Regions from separate parts of the Mus musculus genome. Here region 1 is linked to region 2. A link is a contact called in public ChIA-PET data. All regions are on one chromosome and are shown on one strand. The core of a region is the stretch at or near the end of the contact, and the rest is flanking DNA. Distances in the headings are between cores, read along the strand shown.

Evidence for each region. ChIA-PET counts read pairs in DNA pulled down with a chosen protein or histone mark.
Region 1: an RNA polymerase II ChIA-PET map of memory CD8 T cells shows a contact between it and region 2, with 60 read pairs. The contact joins the enhancer-like site here to the promoter of Suco in region 2. A contact is called at or near these places in 1 of 39 promoter capture datasets (the HPC-7 cell line), 2 of 484 Hi-C or Micro-C datasets (the HPC-7 cell line and Sertoli cells) and 3 of 115 datasets of contacts at active chromatin or transcription factors (bone marrow-derived macrophages, extraembryonic endoderm stem cells and memory CD8 T cells).

What each region holds. Positions count from the first base shown.
Region 1 is chr1:162,206,017-162,208,716 of GRCm38.p6, reverse strand. All of the region lies in intron 14 of Dnm3 (dynamin 3), which reads left to right. Among named protein-coding and RNA genes, the nearest start is that of Dnm3os, 10 kb to the left of the region's middle. Within about 2 kb of position 1,311, at least 132 of the 459 cell types and tissues checked have an H3K27ac peak or open chromatin away from gene starts, as enhancers often do. A contact at or near this core is called in the HPC-7 cell line, bone marrow-derived macrophages and memory CD8 T cells, where this site is marked.
Region 2 is chr1:161,875,253-161,877,952 of GRCm38.p6, reverse strand. It overlaps Suco (SUN domain containing ossification factor), which reads left to right and starts at 1,271. Exons shown (of 24, transcript NM_001357402.1): 1 at 1,271-1,642. The coding sequence starts at 1,581.

The DNA.
Region 1 (2,700 bases), core at 62-2,561, 330 kb before region 2:
GCACAGATCAGAAGGCATTCGGGAAAGTAAGTTGCGATTTTGTTCCTTTCCACTATTGTATCCTTCCTTTCCATCTTTCCACACTTTCCTCTCCCTTCTCCCCAGCCCCAACCCACTTGGTTTCTTCTTTAAAACATGAAATGTATTTGCCAGTGAAGTGCTTGTTACACTAAGAGTTTGTGTTTTGAGTTCCCTTTTCAGTCAGATAAATATAGCACTTCCTATGCATTGTTTAAAAACAAATAACTCCCAAATGATATGAAATTGTTTTTGCCCCCTTACAGTAATACAGTAATTCCTTTATGGGTTCACCCCTCCCTCCCTTCCCCCTCTTTCTCTTTTCCCTTGGTGGTGGTGGTGGTGGTGGTGGTGGTGGTGGTGGTGGTGGTGTGTGTGTGTGTGTGTGTGTAAAAGATAGAGAATGGGTAGCAGGATGAACACTAAATGCCTTTACAAAGGAGAGAGAATGGTAGGGAGTATATAGTGATTATACCTTTTTAATTTAAGTCGGCTCCAAAGAACCTTGCAAATACTTCCAGGTGTCTCCCTTAAACCTGACATCGTTTTCATATATTTGCTGCTCGTACTATTCGGAATCCTTTTAAACTACCTTTTAAAAAAAATCTGTTTAGGCTTTTATATCTAACCTTTCCAATTGCATTTTATGTTCCTAGATGGCAGAAGTAGCTATAATTTCTGTGTGCTCCAAAACGGTTTCCAAATGGAGTCTGCAAATAAATGCCTATTATTTAGCATGAGACTTTCCTGCATGAGAAAATTCAAAGAAAGGGGATTTCTTAATCAAGGTCACTTTTTAGACTACACAATACTCCCCCTCCCCCCAGCCCCCTTATAAAGGTCTTTGCAGCTCCGGAGTAAGGACCTAAGTGCAGCTTTAGTGCAGTTAGGAATACGTTGAAAATGTGCCACAGAAAGCTCCAGATCCCGTCTTCCTAACAAATCACTCAAGCAGGAATTTTTTAGATGAATGTCTGCCGGGAAACCGACGCCAGGAGAAATGGGGAAACCACATGAAGTTCACTGAGTAGAGAAATCTGGTTCCCATTTTGGCATGGCGTTTTGTGCTCGCGGGAGGAAGATAAACAATCTGTTTAAAGCCAAAACGAATGGCCAGGGGATTAAATGTTAAAATCCTATATCGTAAATGTATTTTGGAGTTTGGGGAACTTAATCCATCACATAGGATCCTCTGAGAAAGGAGAAAGCACGCTGAGTCTTCTCAGCTTAGGTATCTCCGTGGACCGATGAGTCATCTTGCTTCCTGTTGATGAACAATCATGCAGCTTAAGGTTTGTGTCTGCTGACACTTGAGCTGAAGACAAAGGTCTGCTTCCAGGCTGTGGTCGGCAGACACTGACCCGAGAAGAAGAAGGAAGCAAGAAAATAGGTTTTGTTTTTGTTGTTGATGATGATGCTTTTGGTTACTTTTAGACAGCCCCTTCTAGGGATAGGGAAAAATTTAACCTAGTATTTTAATGTAGCTATTTAAAACTCTGTATATGAAAACGTCATATGGGTGGAGTTGGAAAGTGGTTGAGCTGTTTTGATTTTCAGAAAAATATTCTGAAAGTTTGTTTTCTTTGAAGTTCACCATTTAATGACTCTTTTGCAGTTTAAATATGTCACGAAGTTGACATTCAAAATATAAAGTAAGCCCAATTAAGATAAAATGTATCTTGAGCAATACATTTTTGAGTAGAATCAGGAAGACTACTCACTCAATTGGGAAATTTATTTATTTATTTATTTATTTTACAAACAGGATTGGGTCATCCAGACCCACACTGAGAATCTATGGACATGTGTTTCTGAATTCAGAAGGTCTTGTGCTTTGAGAAAGCCAGTAAGATGGAGCAGATTATAAAATTAAGTTGATTATATACTTAAGTAGATTTAAGCTTTCCTTCCATAAATTGATTTTCTGTCCCACTTTACGGTAGAGAAAAGAGGCTGAGTTAATCAAGGTTTATTTTATGCACTCTAATTTAGCACGTTTTCACCTATTTTATCTTCGAATCTGAAAACTCTAAACTGCCTATACTTAATGATACACGATCTGTCCAGGCCTAGATTCATAGCCCAGGGATCTAATACCTTTGGAAACTGCCATTTTCTTAGAAGATATAAAAGCAAACCTCTAGTCACCCATTCTTTTATTTATACCTTCATTCACTCACATCACAAACATCAAATACACCAGGAACACTTTTGATGGATATACAAAGTTAAACACAACTTGCCTGCAGAAAATTGGATGGAAAAGGCCAATCCACAAACAATTGTTAGGAAGAAAGATAATGATGTTAACTAATCTTTTGGATTAATGGGGATTTACACAAATGTTCATGTTGCTCTAAAAGCATCCTTTTGCCTGTTTAAACATGGCTAACCAGTTTCTGCTGTGTTTGTGTTGTCTGTATTGTCACCATGTGGGGTTGATGTCCTTAGGACCCAGGGTGAAGAGATGGAGGACTACGCTTTGAGCAATCCCTGGCTCTACTTTTATCTGGCGAGGGTTACTTGACATTTCTTACTTTTCATCAAAAGAGGGAGGTACTAAGAGCTTTTACCTCACAGAGCAGCTGAGAAGATTATCCAGATTAGTTTGTAAAGGCTTTCAGTATGGTCCTGACCCATATTAAACATTAATACATGATAGCTTCAGTAATATCTGCAGAT
Region 2 (2,700 bases), core at 22-2,521:
CAAAAGGGCCAGGTAACCAAAATGGCTGGATTATATAGGGAAGGGTGCATGAGGGAATGGCTGCCCAGCCCCTGGGCTGGAGAAGTTTGGAGTAGGGGCTGATGAGAAGAATCCTGCAACTAACTGGTAGAGACTGAAGAATGCTGGGAGAACGTGGCAGCCAGTTCTGCTTTGATATGTTAAATAGGCACACGGGAGACTTAGAGGAAGGAACTGCTATACTAAGAGGCCAAAAGTCTAGTCTCTTCCAACTGCTGTCTTTCAGGATCAGTAAGCTACTTGAAGAGATGTCTGGCAGTAGCCACAAAGCATTCTGAGATTGCACACCAACGCTCCCTAAGTAGGATTCTGGGCCTCAGCTTTTTACAGATTTTGGGGTCTCCATCTGTGAACACCACTTCTTTTTTTTTTTCTTGTTCACAGCAAGTATGTGTAGGAGTTCGCTTTCTCTGCTTCCAGACGCCGAGAGTCCGTAGTGTCTTTTCTGCCTTGCAGCAGCAAACCCACAGCCCGAAATTAAAAGAACAAAAAAGAACACTAAAGCTCTATCTTAGGAATCTGGCGGGCAGGTAGGAATTCTCACTTAGGTGAAAGAAAAGCTCAGTCCTTCCCAGCCAATCATGTGAGAGGAAACGTTGACACGCCTCTTTCTACCTTCCAATCATCATCTACCTCAGTAAGCCCGACCCACTGCCGGTAAACCGACTTTTAAATTGCATTAGCATGCTTTCTCCTGACCCTCTCCAGTCATTCCAGGCCGTTCCATGACTGTGCTCCAAGGAAGAATTATAGACTTAACAATGACAAATGACAAAGCTAGTCAGTCTGAAGGTGAGAAGTGAAAGTGTAAAACTCGAGAACCAAACCCGCGAGTTCTACGGAGGAAAAAAAAAAAAGGCGGGTTCGGGCAGGAGGACTACAAGCCCCAGATACCCGTGCGCGGAGGCGGCGCGTGCCAGCGAGAGTGGGCAGGCCATTGAAAGGCGGAAGACCGAGGGTTACAGGACTTCCTGTTCGAGCGCCAGCGAGTGGGTGGGACCTGCGCAGGTTGGGCGGCGGTTGTGGCGTTTTGGAGCTTTGTCAGCGGAGGGGGCGTGGCCCGCGCTGTGACTTGTGGAGCGCGAGCCGAGAGGGACGTGGGTGACGCGTCTCCTTCCACCCAGCTCAGTGGAGTGCGAGGTGCGCTGGCCCGGCCGGGGATTGGCTGCTGAGAGGCGAGTACGCGGCGGCCGTTGGTCGCCGGCAGCACGGAGCGAGGGCCCGGGCGGGCGGGGCGGGGATGGGGAGGCAGTGGCGGCGAAGGCCGGAGGAGGCGGGCGCGGGCGAGCGGGCAGACAGAGCGGCGGCGGCGGCAGTCTCCCGAGCGCTCCTGTGAAGCGTCCCTATTCCCGTTGCCGTGGGCCTCTCGGGGAGGCCATCCGGGACGCGAGCCGCTGCGGAACCGCTCCCCAAGCCCCACTGCTCTTCGGACTCTCGGTCCCATCCTCGCGTTTCTGCTCCGGCTCCTCCATCTTGGCCTCGACAGTGGCTGCTGTGGGGAGGATGTGCCGCCTCCTGGCAGGGGGAAGAAGGAGGAGAAGATGAAGAAGTACCGGCGGGCCTTGGCCCTGGTCTCCTGCCTCTCTCTCTGCTCTCTAGTCTGGTGAGTAAGGGGCCGGCCTCTGGGGACTTCCCGTGGGGATGAAAGAGGGAGTAGGTCGGGTCACACCCCCAAATCATCTCGGCTTTTTGGGTTGCTTGGTGCTCCTGCTCCTAAGCCAGGGACACAGCGGCCACCCAGCTCTTCCTCTTGTGGTTTACGAGTTGTGTTTTGGAATTTGCAGAGTTCCAGCAGGGAGAGAAGGGGATATTGGGGATCACTTTTTGCCTTTGTACTCGGGTACCCCATCACCGCAGTTAGGGCAGTTTGGGTAGTGTTCAGAAAGCTAGTGAGTGAGTTACTCAGTTTTGCTGTCAGTTCATTTGCTTTCGTTATGAGGTAAGGGCAGGGGCGAGTCAGGTGTGATGTGTTCCGGACCTGTGATTTTGAAAACGTGAGTCGTCATGAGGGTAAGAGTAATGTCTAAACTGTTGTTCTTCTGGTCAGGTCTTGCACAATCTTGACCAATAGTACTTTTGGGGCTGCTCCTTGAAACCCTGCGGCGTGGGGCGGGCGGGATCCCTGATGAAGCCCTTTTTCGGTTAGCCTGGTGGGAGAGGATTATCACAGATGTGGAGTCAGCCATAGTTTTGGGGCATGTTCTTTGGCACTAGAAAGGAAACGGTTTTTGCGACCCGCTCTGTCCCTTTCTCTGAAGTTCTATGGAGTTCAAGTTAATTTCAAGCACATCTCTGGATGTCCAGGAGCAGACATAGCTTATGAACCAAAGGATTGCTAAAGGTGTACTTGGAAAAGCCATTCTTTCTGAAGGAATTCCCAAAGAGCCTTGAGACTTGGTGACTGAAAGTGATGGCCTTTGTGTTAAAGAGATTTTGCTTCTTATACTAAAATCTAAACACACTTTCTTATTTACCTTATGTCTTCAAAGCGCCAGTAATAATTCCCTTTTTTTTATGGGTGTAATGGAATCCAGAGGTGCTCAAGTTGTAGAGTTGTTGCTCACATAGAATAATATATTAATATGGGCTCAAGAAAACACTTGTCTGAGAAAATCTGACTGGAAAGACTGTATTTCTTGTCATTCTGAATCCTTTAAATAC